4 separate regions of the Mus musculus genome follow, and all the other regions are linked to region 1. The links are chromatin contacts, called in public Hi-C and promoter capture Hi-C maps. All regions are on one chromosome and are shown on one strand. The core of a region is the stretch at or near the end of the contact, and the rest is flanking DNA. Distances in the headings are between cores, read along the strand shown.

Region 1 (3,085 bases), core at 418-2,917:
TTATACGTAGAGACCTTGAGTTCCAGAACTCTTAGCCTGATGCTACATAGCAAGTTCTTCCCTGACCAGGAGGACAGAAATCTGGGATAGCTGGTTTGCAGAATAGTGCCATGATTCCTGCTTACCACATTTCAGCTTTTATGGGGGGTGGGGTGGGTGGAGATCTGAGTCATCTGTCATCTTACAAATCTTTATCTGTTTACCAGCAAATATGCTCCGATGGTTCTGTTCCTCCCTGGAGCATGTAGCAAAGATCCTAACTCTGAGGAAGGATCTGGAACAGCCCGTAGGATAGGAACACCACGGGAGAGCAAGTCAATAATTAGTAGCGTCAACTTCACCTCAGTTTTCCACCATAAATTCTACCTGGAATGACATCTTTTTATAGAGATACTATTTGGACAGGCTAGCAAAGAACTAATAAATTTAAACCACCATGGCTAACCCATTTTGACTTATTAAACACTCGAGGGAAAGAGAGCTGTTTTGCCATAAGGGGGAGCTTTTGAGTTCCATAAAGAGGGGGAAAGGAATGAATATATATATATATATATTTCAGTTCAAAACGTAGAGCCACAGGGGCAGCAGACTGTTACCTGCTTACCTGTGCTTGGCCAACATTAGGAGAACTTGGATTGTTTTTAAGCTGAAATTGGGTAAATTCATATTTTCCTACCATTTATATTCAACAAAAAGTATATCTAACAGTCAACTGAATGATGTAGGATTGTTCAGGGGCAATGATGGGGGACATAGCACTGGTCCACTGTATCTCCAAGGGAGATGCCCTGCAAACAGTTCTCTGATGCTCTGTTCAATCTATACGGATTTGGGAATTGACTTTGGTATGCTGAAGCGCGAAGGTTAGCATTGGGGTCTCAGGGAAGAGAGAACCAACTTACTACAGTATAACTTTAAGAAAATGTGGTGAGAGGAGAAGGAGAAAGGCAAAAGAGACAGAGAGAGCAAGGAGGAGAAAAATGGGAGAGGGAGGTGAAGGGAGGGGGACAGAGAACAAGAAGAAAAGTGGGAGAATGAAAGAAAGAGGGAGGGAGGCAGAGAAGATGAAAAAGAATCTGAAAATCAAGTTTCAACGCTTTGTGTATTGTGAAAAGAGAGACATGTAACAGCAAAGGGCAAATGAGACCCTGAAAGACAGATTTTTCTCTCCCGCCACGAGGCAAAATAAAAAATAAAAATAAGGGGCGGGGGTAAAGGGAGCAAAGCAAAACAAAACAAACCAGAACGTGTGTTTTGAGTCGGAATGCGAAGAGCAGGGAGGACCGTAAGGGGGTGTGTACAGAATTTCATTAAATTGTTACTTTAAGATTGTCTTCTTAAAAACAGAAGAAGTAGAAGAAGAAAGAGGGGGTGGAGAAGCTGAACCGAAGGAAAGGAGACAAACGGCAAAGTAGAGGAAGGCTGGGTGGATCGGCCTCTCCAAACCGATTGATTGGTCATGATCCCCGCAGTTTGAACAGGGACTCATTCAATTGGGAAGGTGGAGTGCTGGCGAACAGATTAGCACACGCTTGTTTACTCGTCTTCTAAGGGATTTTTTCCCCCTCTTTCCTTTCATTTCGTGAAGAAGGAGGGAGGGGAGGGGGCGGGGGGGAGAAGGGGGCTGTGGCTTGTGTTATAAAGGACGCAAAAAATAAATAAATGAGAGCATCTTGGGGGGAGGGAGGGAATTCAGCCGACCAGTGTGTTAGAGGAGATTTTTTTTAAGAGCTAGAAATATATAAAATAAAATGAAATAAAACAAGGAGGAAGGCATCCAGCTGTTAGAAGGGGGGATAAGGCAGATAAAGGAGCGGGGAGAGAAATTAATTGCCAACCAGGAGGAGTTGGACTGTATTTTTGAAAGGTGGGGGGAGTGGAGCACACACCTTGAGGAGGAAAGCGAGAAAGAAAAGAAAAAAGCAAGTGGAAGGGGGGCTCGCACGAGAAAGGAGGCAAATAGTAGTGCGAGCTAAAGCTGGCAGCTCCGGGCGGCGGTGCAGGGGCGCAGGGGGGGCGGGGGGGACCGTCGGACATGCGGCTCTGGAGTTGGGTGCTGCGCCTGGGGCTGCTGAGCGCCGCGCTGGGCTGCGGGCTGGCCGAGCGCCCCCGCCGGGTCCGAAGAGACCCTCGGGCCGTGCGCCCCCCGCGCCCCGCCGCTGGACCGGCCACCTGCGCCACCCGGGCGGCCCGCGGTCGCCGCGCCTCGCCGCCGCCGCCTCCGGGCGGTGCCTGGGAAGCCGTGCGCGTCCCCCGGCGGCGGCAGCAGCGGGCGGCGAGGGGCGCCGAGGAGCCGAGCCCGCCTAGCCGGGCGCTCTATTTCAGCGGGCGAGGGGAGCAGCTGCGCCTCCGGGCCGACCTGGAGCTACCCCGCGACGCCTTTACACTGCAAGTGTGGCTGCGAGCCGAGGGTGGCCAGAAGTCTCCAGCAGTGATCACAGGTAAGGAGAAAGGGGTCCCCCCTGTCTGGCGGACCACCCTGCGGGTCTCTGCAGGCCCCTCCTGGGTTCTTGCGGATGTCTGGGGTGCAGGTGGCGGGTGGGTCTGCGGGAGCCGTCCCGGGAGCAGCACAGGGAGTAAGGAAGAGAGACTCTCTTTAACCCATCTGCGGAATGGGCGCGCTGAGAAAGGATGCTGCCCGGCCTCTGGGGAGCTGCACTCGGGAGCTCCTCGCCGGTCCAAGACCAGGAGCTAGGGATATAGCTGATCCCCCGGGAACCCAGAATACTTAAGTGGTGCTGGGGATGTACAGAGAGACTCTGTCCGGGTATGGGAGAAAAGGGTACAGGACCCAGATGGGTTGCGTGTGAAAGAAGTGTAGGAAACGGTTCATTTCTCTTTACTTTTCCATAGACGCAATTCTCCAGTAGCCTGGCTACCCTCAAAGTAGGCATGGGGCAGGTAGTTTTGATTGCCAGACTTAGAAGTCCTATAACTACCCCAAAGTTGCTCTCTGCCCGAAGCTTGCCTCTGGGAACCACCACCACCACCATAGCCACCCACACTGCCTCTCTGGGTCCTTGCTTTTAAAGCCCGTTGCCTGTCATTCACCGCTGGGTCAGACCTTCTTAGCGCACCTCTGACA
Region 2 (3,085 bases), core at 397-2,896, 220 kb after region 1:
ATTTTAGTAAGTTAATGTGTTGGTGATAATATAGCAAATGAGATGTATGAACAAAGATGTCTAGAATCTGTTACACAGCAGGTGAGACATTACACTTTCATAAGGCCTTAGGTGAGAGGTTTCAGACAGGAGTAGACACAGGTTGACAGGAAGATAGAGTGTCTTTGGCAGAGGTCACTGAGTATACAAGAACCCAGATACCAACTAGGGAAAGTGTGAAGGAAGTCACATCTTGCTTTATAAAGGCAGATAAGAGCACAGAGGAAAAAGAAAGAAGCCTAGAGAGATGAGGGTTTTACAGCTTAAGCCAGTGTGTCTGATCATTCTCCAAAGGTAATGGGGAAGCTCAGCAAGGATTACAAAGCATTGCACCAGCTTAGAGGAGCCAAGAATATTCCTTAGAAGGCTGGTATGCCAAACTGAATGGGTTAGTAGACGAAAACAAGCAGCTAGCCAATCAGAGCATCCCAACCATTAGGTGGCTGATGATCACAGATACCAAAGGTGTTTCTCTCCCCCTCCCATTCAAGGTTGGCCATGACATGTTCATGTGGATCAGACACAGAAAGGACTTATAATTTGTTCCTGTGAGGGAATCTAATTATGGTCTCTCAAAAAGTTACTTTCGCTGTCACTGCTATCAATATCATCCATCACCTCCGTCATCTTCATCATGTCACTATCAATGCCACTGTTGACACAACCAATATCACCATCACCATGCCCAGGAACATTATGATCATTATCACTATCATTTAATAAACACATATTTTGTGGCATCCATTGTGCTGATTTCCTGGATTTCATACTTTAGGGGAAGAAATTCCCTTGATATGATTATTATTGCCTCCATTTTTATTGAAAGAGAAACTGGAGCTCAGAAAAGGAAGTGGTTTGTTTGAGAGCATACCTTAAGTCTATTACAGGGCAAAAGCTCCAATCTAAGTTCTCCTTCCATCTCTACCAGTACCTTTCCTCCTTATACCTATGGACATTTTATCAAGCATGAATAATTTACCCACACTTGAGCACTCTACTCTATCCATTCATTGTGTTGTATCAGGCACTGTACCCATCTCACCCCCAAGAACTATATTGTTTGTATGTGTCATGTCTTTATCTACTTGGCTTGTTAACTATTTATATGTACACTGTACAGTCCTTGAGATTGAGGGAAATACAGTGACTAACACAAGGTACCACAGTGTAAGTACCTTGCTATGGGGCAGCAGAATTAAATCTTTCAGTCTGTCAATGAAAGATACCTCTCAGACTGTTAACAAAGGATACCTCTTGTTTCCTTAACACACACACACACACACACACACACACACACACACACACACACACATCATATTTTGCCCACTACCTCCCTGTTGAGTATGAGTCAGAATCTAGCCCTTGACTGTCTCCCAGATTGAGACAAGAGCCACAGCCAGAGATTTGTGGTACATTTGCCCAAGCTGCATGTCTAAGCCATTCACACCCATGGATGAATGGGCACCTGACCCAGATGGAGAAAACCCAGGTCTGAGCACCATCCTCTAGCCAAGAAGAAAAGAGAGAGAATCCTCCCTTGACTCATTGATTCAAGTCTTGTTAATGGAGCCTGGCATGAGACAACATAGCTACATGGTTATTGGGCATCTTCAAATATTATCTGGTCACCATGGTGTGTGGCAGGTTTTCAAGAGAGGCAGCAAAGAATGGACTCTAGATAGGGTTTCAGAAACTGGAAATCAGGCTTGTAGTTCTTACTATATTGAACTGTGATTCTTGTCCTTAGTCCTAGGGATCTTTTTCATTGAGATGAGTTTTGACTCCTGTTCTTGCTTTTTGGGGGACATGGACATGGTACTGAGAAATGATGATAAACACAGATGCATGTTCCTGGCCACCTGCCAGCTAGTGACTCACTTCTTTGCATCTTAGTTTCCTCTAAGGTATAAGACAGGGATAGTAAGAATAGCTACCTTATTAGGGTTGCTGGGAAGCAAAGAATGAGATAATGCATGTTGAGAGTAGCTCAGGGCTAGGTTCATCATAAGGAACAAAGGTCTAAGAGCTGGTTTGGAGAGGAGCTGATTTCATTGACTCTCACCAGAACATTGTGGAAACTTTATGAAGCTATCATCTCTCAGCTGGAGCCTATAACTGAATTCAAAGCTTCTACCATGATCTCATTAATATACCTACATTTAAAGAGCACTATAGACACAAAAAGGTGTTGGATTCCCTTTAGAACCCAAGCCTTCTCTACATTTATCATGTTCTAATTACATTCCCTAATGTTTACGTTCAGATGTACCTGTTTAAGAAATGTTAAAACTTCCAAGGTTGGCCTTGCTAGGATGGAGATTAGAAGATTTATAAGCAGACTATAGTGAGAATTATCTGTTTCCAGAGCTCTGCCTGCCAATGACTTTGGAGAAGTTAATGAAACTAAAGAGGGTAGGAAAAAAAAAAAACCAAGCAAGACAGAGTTTGTTCGTAAAATTCTTTGTTTCTGGTTTCTAGGCAAAAGGTATGGGTAACCCAGTGGGAGAAATCTTGCCTAGCCTGTATAAGACCCTAGACTTAATGAAACACACACACACACACACACACACACACACACACATACACACACACACACACACATGAGCTACATTCATTACCTTTTTTTTTTTTTTTTTCTGGATAAGGTTTGCTTTCCAGTTTTTTCCTACTGAGAAATATTTTCAGCCATAGTGGATGATAGGTCATCAATGCTTACTCTACAAATCAGGAAAGTCCATGATGTGTGCTAGTTATCTGCTTGTGCATCCATGAGCGCATCTACTGATGATTCTACTAAAGGCCATCACTTGGCTAAGATTAATTTCAGCACTAGCCCCTCCTCTTTCCAGACTGAGCAGACGCACAAGTGAGAAGCAATTCTGTGTGGAAGGAGTGTAAAAATAATATGCTCTGATATCCTAAGACCAAAGAATAGGGGTATGAGACTTGAGATAAGACATGTGGAAGGACAGTTAGGACAGAGAAAACTGAAAAGCTAAAGACTTAAATATGGGAAAATATTTGGATTGTTTAAAAACTCTGTAAG
Region 3 (3,085 bases), core at 262-2,761, 170 kb after region 1:
TTGTAAATATGAACAATTTTATTGATATTGATACCTGCTCAAAGGCTGGTAGGTACTCTTGGATTGAAAGGTGTACCATATGGTTAGGTGGGACATTACCTGTCACTTCTGTGACCATTTCTAGTATAAAACTTGGCACTAACCACACCCTATTCTCTGCAAGTGTTTGGAATTCCGGGTGTGTCCTGGAGCTGGCACTTCAAAGCTGTTTGCACATCATTGTGTAGAAGAACCCATTTCAAAACTGCAGAAGCAAGCAGACAAAGGGTCAGTTCAGGGTCAAATATAAGCCAAAGAAGCAAGAACTTTATTGTTGTGTTTACATGTTTGTTTATTTGGTAGCTTTAAAGGCAAAGGGAAAACATATCTTGAAGAAAGAGAAAGAAAAATCTCTTAGGACTTCTCTAGATTCCTGGGAAGTTTCCTGAACTTACAAGCAAATATTTTCATAGTTATTCTGGCACTGCAAAGGGTGAGGAGCAGACAGTGGAAATGTCAGGCTGCCCAAAAGCTCCTTGGATCCCATTGTTGTTATCTAAGGCTTCTCCGGCTCCCTGTCTCTCCCCATCGGATCGTCCTGTTCTTTGTCCAGACTACTGAGCAGAGGCTTAGTGTCACTGAGAGTGTAAAGCAGATAAAGGACACCTGATGGGCCCAGGACTTCCTCCACCCATAAGGAGAGCTCTCCCATCTGTCAGCACATGTTCAAAACCACATTACTTTTACAATGTAGAGATGAAGGTTTAGGAACTTGCTAGAATTCCATCACCAGCATGCAGCTAAACACTGAAGCCTGTTTTTGGCCCGACTCCATCCCACCTGCCAAATCTACTCCTTACTCTGTGGAATCCATGTGTCGTTTTCTCTGCTACCATCCGTCCTTTCCTAAACCCGAGAAAAGAACAATAAAACATGAAAGGACTCTCATCTCAGACAAATTTGGGTTCTACATGTCTTTTGTGCTGCAACCATGCTGTGCTTGTTCATGGACCCCAGTTTCCATCCTTGAAGATTGGGCAGAGGTCCTTCCCACCCAGGGTTGCTCACAGGTCTACTGATTAGCCGTAACAGTGAGCTTTTGACTCTGGGAAAGGCTTGCTCTTACAAATTATTTCTCCCATCTTTATGAGAGCCCAGGCAAGCAGCATGAACACCGAAGGCTCAAACCTTCAAGTCCCTGTAGCAACGTGGGAGGGAGGGAGGGAGAGCCATAGATGAGGGTGGCCATTTGGGGGAGGGAGAGACTGTGAGCATTAGGTGAAGGAAAGCTTAGGGGCCAGGGAGGCAGGGGGATTGGAAAGATTTGGAAGCACGGAAAAAAGGCAGACAAAGAAACTTTCAATCAAACTCAAAATCCTCACTGGCCGCCCAATGGTGCTTTTGTGGAGTGACATGAAAGGGTCTTGGGGCTTCGGGAAGAGCCCGTTGGGGAGGGCGTGACTGGCCTTGAGTAATGAGCCTGGCCCCTCGGCCCTCTGTCTCCTCTGACAGGCCTCCATGTCTTGAGCTGCAGAAACAATCCCCTGATTATCCCTGTGGTCCATGACCTCAGCCAGCCCTTCTACCACAGCCAGGCGGTACATGTGAGCTTCAGTTCGCCCCTGGTCGCCATCTCGGGGGTGGCCCTCCGCTCTTTCGACAACTTTGACCCCGTCACCCTGAGCAGCTGCCAGAGAGGAGAGACCTACAGCCCTGCTGAGCAGAGGTAAGCAACCAGGGCCTCCTCACCCTGGATCATTTGTACTAAGTGGAGACAGAGAGTCTGAACAGGCGCTGCTGCTGCTCTTACATTCTACCTGTTTCTCCAGTCTCCGTTCTCTGACTTCTGGTCAGCTTGTCCTTAAAGATCGAGAGGACCAAAAATCTTTGAATGTTGGAGTGAACTACTAGAAAGTATAAAGGAACCCTCTTTCCACCTGTCCTGCAGCTACTGAGTTGATGGTAGGATACAAAGTGAACTAGACATAGCAATTTTCTGCACTCGGCTGCATCATGACCATCTGAAAAATGACAGGGCAGATATATTAACTCTTGGTTCTTAGTATTCTATTTTGATGGTGTAGACATAGTAGGTGACATGATCCTCTTCAGTTACAGATGATGTGACTGCCAGTAGCTTCATTCCAGTTCACTGTGTATTTTAATGAGTGAAACTCCCTTATCTTCTGCAGGCCTAGCGCCTGGTATTTCCCCAGCAGTGGAGGAGTTTGTGTTTTTACTTCATCACATCAATTAGTGCCTTTGATCTAGTATCTGTTAATGCTGTTCAGCTCTTGCTGTCAAAGGACAGTACTTATTTGAAAGAATGAGTTTGGGGAATATGCTAATCTTGGGGTTGAATCTCCACATTATTGATTCTCAGATGCATGTCCTTGCATGAGTCACTTCACTTTTTAGAGTCTCAGTTTCCTATTTAGGAAGATGTAGATGATGACATCTACCCATAGGTGTAATTGTGAGGCTCAAGCTCTACACTGTAGGTGAAAATGACCTTGCAGGATACTTACTGTGCAAAGTTAATGTATCTGTGAGGACTCTTATCAACAGTCAACTTCCACCCACAATGGTGATGCCTCTGTGTGAAGAAATCTGTCTATTTCTCTTAAAAGGCAGAAGTGGAGAAACCTCAGAGATGATCTAGGGCAAAGAACATATTCAAACTTAGTGTCACCATCTAGGGTTCTGGGGCCCTATAAAGGGAAGTGATCCAGTGTTGATTAGTGTCTCTCATGTTTGTTTAATAAGAACCAGAGGGAGAGTTGGTGTGTTGGTGGCCTCTGCAGAGTGAAGCCCTCTATGTAGCCATTCTGCCCTGCCCCGTACACCTGGGGGCAGAGAAAGGGAAGAGAACTGGTGATGGGAGGGGGACACTAGCCTTTCCCACGCCCCTGCTCCCATAGAGGACACAAAAGGTGGTTGCAAAATCCACATTGTTTTGCACCCACAGTCTCCAGCTTCTGTTGTGCAAAGTGTGTCGCAATCTCTGCGATGGAAGAGCTCCTTAAATATCCCTCATTGTCATATTTCATCCTAACAGCACTTCTTTATCCCCAGCTCTCCAGCCTCTATAAAAATAAGTTAATTC
Region 4 (3,085 bases), core at 292-2,791, 150 kb after region 1:
AATGTGATCAGAAGATACTCCTTAATCTTGTTCCAGAAAAATGGCTTCCTGTGCTATGGTCTGAAAATAGAATTTTCTCAATACCTTCTTTTTCTGGAACTAGCAACATCTTAAGGCTCTGAAAGGAAATCCACTATAATGCTGGATTCTTATCTGGAACAGGTGATGTCTCGGGATGTCCACCTACTGCTAGCCATAGCATCTATTTTTCCTTTCTAATGTCTAGTGTCTATTCTGGTTAAAGTAAACAGAGACCATGTGCTCTGATACAATCAGTATATACTGATGTTTTATCTATTTATGCAATATATACCAGTCATGTATCATCACGTAGAATTTCTGAAATTTGCTTTTTATATGAACATAAAAGAAGACAGATCAGAAATATTAACTTTTTTCAAAAATATTATGTTGGGAGCTGTATGCGGAATAAGGCACAGCCTCTTGACCTTTCTCCTTCATGCTTATGCAACTGACAACATCTGGAAAACTGGTTTTGTCATGGCTCATCTGTGGCTCAGTTTTTTTTTCCTTCTCAAACCTTTTTTATCTCTAGAGTCTACTTGACACAGAAAATTTACACTTCAGATCTGGCTTCAGGCATAGTTCGTTTCAGTCCCTTACTTGTCCCTCCCCATCCCTCAGTCTACATGAACCTTGAACCCAGAACCAACCTGTTATTCTGTACATTCCAACTCACTTAATTCTTTACTATAATCTTTCCATGGGTTTAGGAGTCACTTATTAGAAAGAGGTGTGGGGATTCTCTATTGTTATTTTCCTTTGGGGTTTATTTTTTCACATATACCATGGGAATAAAGATATTAGTGCGTAATAAGAGCTAAGGAAGTGTTAGCTGAATAAGTAAATTAATGAAACAGAATAAATATAGGAGAAAGGTTTTATTTTCAGCACAAGAGAGGGAAAACTGATTCTTCCAAAGAAACCTGGGATATCTGGAGACCCATAGCATTCCCCCTCTCTCCTAGGAACACAGGGGAGTCCCTCACCTTACTGTCCTTATTCTTCCGGCATCTTACTCCTGAAAGTGGCACATGAGCCTTGGACTCACCTACCAATCATCTTGCTGGAGATCCTGTGCTCTACTGTGGGAGAGCACATGAACTGAAGAGCAGTCTCCAGATGTTAGCAGTTTCTGCTCTTTTTTTTCCCTTCCTTTTCAACAACAACAATAATAATTAAAGAAAACACAGGCCTTGTCCCCCATCTGCACCCCTGAAATTAGAAACAGGTGGGCCCAAATGCACTAGTATAGCCCAGTCACTTACCCTTCGCAAGGCCTGCCTTGTACTGAGTCACCCAGCCATACCAGCTGCTTTATGAACTGGGACAGGGGCTCCAGTAAGAGATCACGGTCATGCCACAAGACGCTCCAGAGCTGGGCTTTCCCTCTCCCCACCTCCCACCCTGCGGAAGCCTTGGCCTCTAGCTTAAATGGATGTATTTTGGAGAACTAGGTGGTTTAAGAGATTAGTAATGAGATCCTGAGTCTTTCAGTACTGGGTCAGGAGTTCAGAGGCAGGCCTGGGTGACTGGTGAATGGCATAATTAGGAGCCAGGGGCAGCCTGTGAGGGCCTCTGTGAAATGAGCCTGGACTGGCTTTTCATGGCTGCAGTTGTCAGCTGCACAAAAGCCCACCACCACATCCGACACTAATCACTCTCCCTTGTTAGAGGATTTACTAGCTGGAGAATCCTGAGCCCCTACCTAGCGTTCTAAAAGCCGATGTCCAAAATAGTTTTAGGCTATTGCCTGGTTCTTCTTTTGTAGAGTGGGACGTGCACATCCACCCTGTGATATGGATCCATGAGAACTAACATTTCATGTGCCTTTAGTTGTGAACTGGAATTGTGTTGATTATTGCTGTCATTGCCGTTGTGATTGCTTACTCTCCCTAGCTGGAAAACCAGACCACAAATCTACCCTGCTCAAGGGAAGAATGGAAGAGAGAAGAGTGATGTGATAACCTTGTCATTCCGTTATTGTCACCAGCTTTTTTGATCAGCATCATTTACACTGTGTGAAACTTGATTTCCTCCCCTGTAGAATGGACCTGGAATAGAAAATTGTCTTAGTCTAACAGAAATCATATCCAGACTTTTACCACCTGCTCCTGACAGGCATGGTCCTGGCATGCTTTTTTTTCCCCCCACTTCCGAGTCCCAAGGCACCAAAGAAGATATGTTGTTGGCAGAGTCCCCAGGAACATGAACACTAAACTTGACACACAGAAGCTGGCCAGTAAATGTTATGAAAGAAGCTCTGGTGTGTTCCCATGCGGTCTTAGATTCCAATAGCAGCGTTTGCCTTAGAAGAGTGAGATGCCCATTTCTGTCCATCAGAAATCTGAAGCTTATATATAAGAAAGGAGTGAGTGAATGAACAGATACGGCCCAATGTAACCATAATAATGGTTCAGAGATATAGCTCATCTATGAGATTTAGTTAACCCACCAGTAAACCTTGTTAGCAAGGAGCAGAGAAAGTTATCTTAAAGAAATTCTTTGGGAAAGCCCACCTTTTCCTTGTGGCCATTTGATCGATCAGGGGCTTGCACCACACATCACAAACAGTTCACTTCTTGTGGAGAAGTAGGCCTTGCTGGCATTGGATCTCTCAGGAGTGTGAAATGCATAACATTTCCCTGGGGACAATGAGGTGCTAATCAGTCCCAAACAGAGACCCAAGGCTGGAGAACTTCCAAAGCCAAGTTCTCATTGAGAATTGTCTCCTAGGCAGAGGCCTCTAGATCTGCTGTTAGTTCCAGAACTTTAGAACAGTGCAGGTAGCCTCTCCCTGTCCAGCTTCTTTGGTTGACTGTCTGCCCACACCAGACAGTAAATCATCAGACTGAAAGAAAGGCAACTTCCCCCTCCTCCTGCTCTCTATCTCTTTAAGGCAGGCATCAAAGGGAAAAGTGCTCAGCAGGCCTGGGGAAAGTGATAATTGTTTCTAATGGTCGGTGAAAGAAAGCCTCCTCCCCCTCCTTCTCCCTCCCCTCATTGTTATTAGTGTGTAGAAAAGAGGTTGGAGGAAGGGATTGAAGCTCTCTCTCTCTCTCTC

What was found. Promoter capture Hi-C pulls out the DNA fragments that hold promoters and counts their contacts. Hi-C and Micro-C count contacts between places; a contact is called where the count stands out from the background.
Region 2: a contact with region 1 is called in a Hi-C map of olfactory sensory neurons, with 4 times the contacts expected there. The contact joins the enhancer-like site here to the promoter of Pappa in region 1. A contact is called at or near these places in 8 of 39 promoter capture datasets (the 3T3-L1 cell line, 3T3-L1-derived adipocytes, cranial neural crest and 4 more), 3 of 484 Hi-C or Micro-C datasets (MC3T3-E1-derived osteoblasts, immediate neuronal precursor and olfactory sensory neurons), 1 of 115 datasets of contacts at active chromatin or transcription factors (fibro-adipogenic progenitors) and 2 of 9 other capture datasets (adipose tissue and embryonic stem cells).
Region 3: a promoter capture Hi-C map of liver shows a contact between it and region 1, with 2.0 times the contacts expected there. The contact joins the enhancer-like site here to the promoter of Pappa in region 1. A contact is called at or near these places in 3 of 39 promoter capture datasets (3T3-L1-derived adipocytes, cranial neural crest and liver), 4 of 484 Hi-C or Micro-C datasets (brown adipocytes, differentiating embryonic stem cells, embryonic stem cells and 1 more) and 6 of 115 datasets of contacts at active chromatin or transcription factors (cardiomyocytes, embryonic forebrain, embryonic limb bud and 2 more).
Region 4: a Hi-C map of uterus shows a contact between it and region 1, with 3 times the contacts expected there. The contact joins the enhancer-like site here to the promoter of Pappa in region 1. A contact is called at or near these places in 2 of 39 promoter capture datasets (3T3-L1-derived adipocytes and embryonic stem cells), 5 of 484 Hi-C or Micro-C datasets (MC3T3-E1-derived osteoblasts, embryonic stem cells, nephron progenitors and 1 more) and 2 of 115 datasets of contacts at active chromatin or transcription factors (cardiomyocytes and embryonic forebrain).

The regions. Positions count from the first base shown.
Region 1 is chr4:65,122,507-65,125,591 of GRCm38.p6, forward strand. Pappa (pregnancy-associated plasma protein A) reads left to right here and starts at 1,668. Exons shown (of 22, transcript NM_021362.1): 1 at 1,668-2,441. The coding sequence starts at 2,036.
Region 2 is chr4:65,346,050-65,349,134 of GRCm38.p6, forward strand. The region is part of intron 21 of Pappa (pregnancy-associated plasma protein A); the gene reads left to right. Among named protein-coding and RNA genes, the nearest start is that of Pappa, 220 kb to the left of the region's middle. Within about 2 kb of position 1,647, at least 3 of the 459 cell types and tissues checked have an H3K27ac peak or open chromatin away from gene starts, as enhancers often do. A contact at or near this core is called in olfactory sensory neurons, where this site is marked.
Region 3 is chr4:65,295,755-65,298,839 of GRCm38.p6, forward strand. It overlaps Pappa (pregnancy-associated plasma protein A), which reads left to right. Exons shown (of 22, transcript NM_021362.1): 13 at 1,492-1,705. Among named protein-coding and RNA genes, the nearest start is that of Pappa, 170 kb to the left of the region's middle. Within about 2 kb of position 1,512, at least 28 of the 459 cell types and tissues checked have an H3K27ac peak or open chromatin away from gene starts, as enhancers often do. A contact at or near this core is called in liver, where this site is marked.
Region 4 is chr4:65,277,225-65,280,309 of GRCm38.p6, forward strand. All of the region lies in intron 10 of Pappa (pregnancy-associated plasma protein A), which reads left to right. Among named protein-coding and RNA genes, the nearest start is that of Pappa, 150 kb to the left of the region's middle. Within about 2 kb of position 1,542, at least 32 of the 459 cell types and tissues checked have an H3K27ac peak or open chromatin away from gene starts, as enhancers often do. A contact at or near this core is called in uterus, where this site is marked.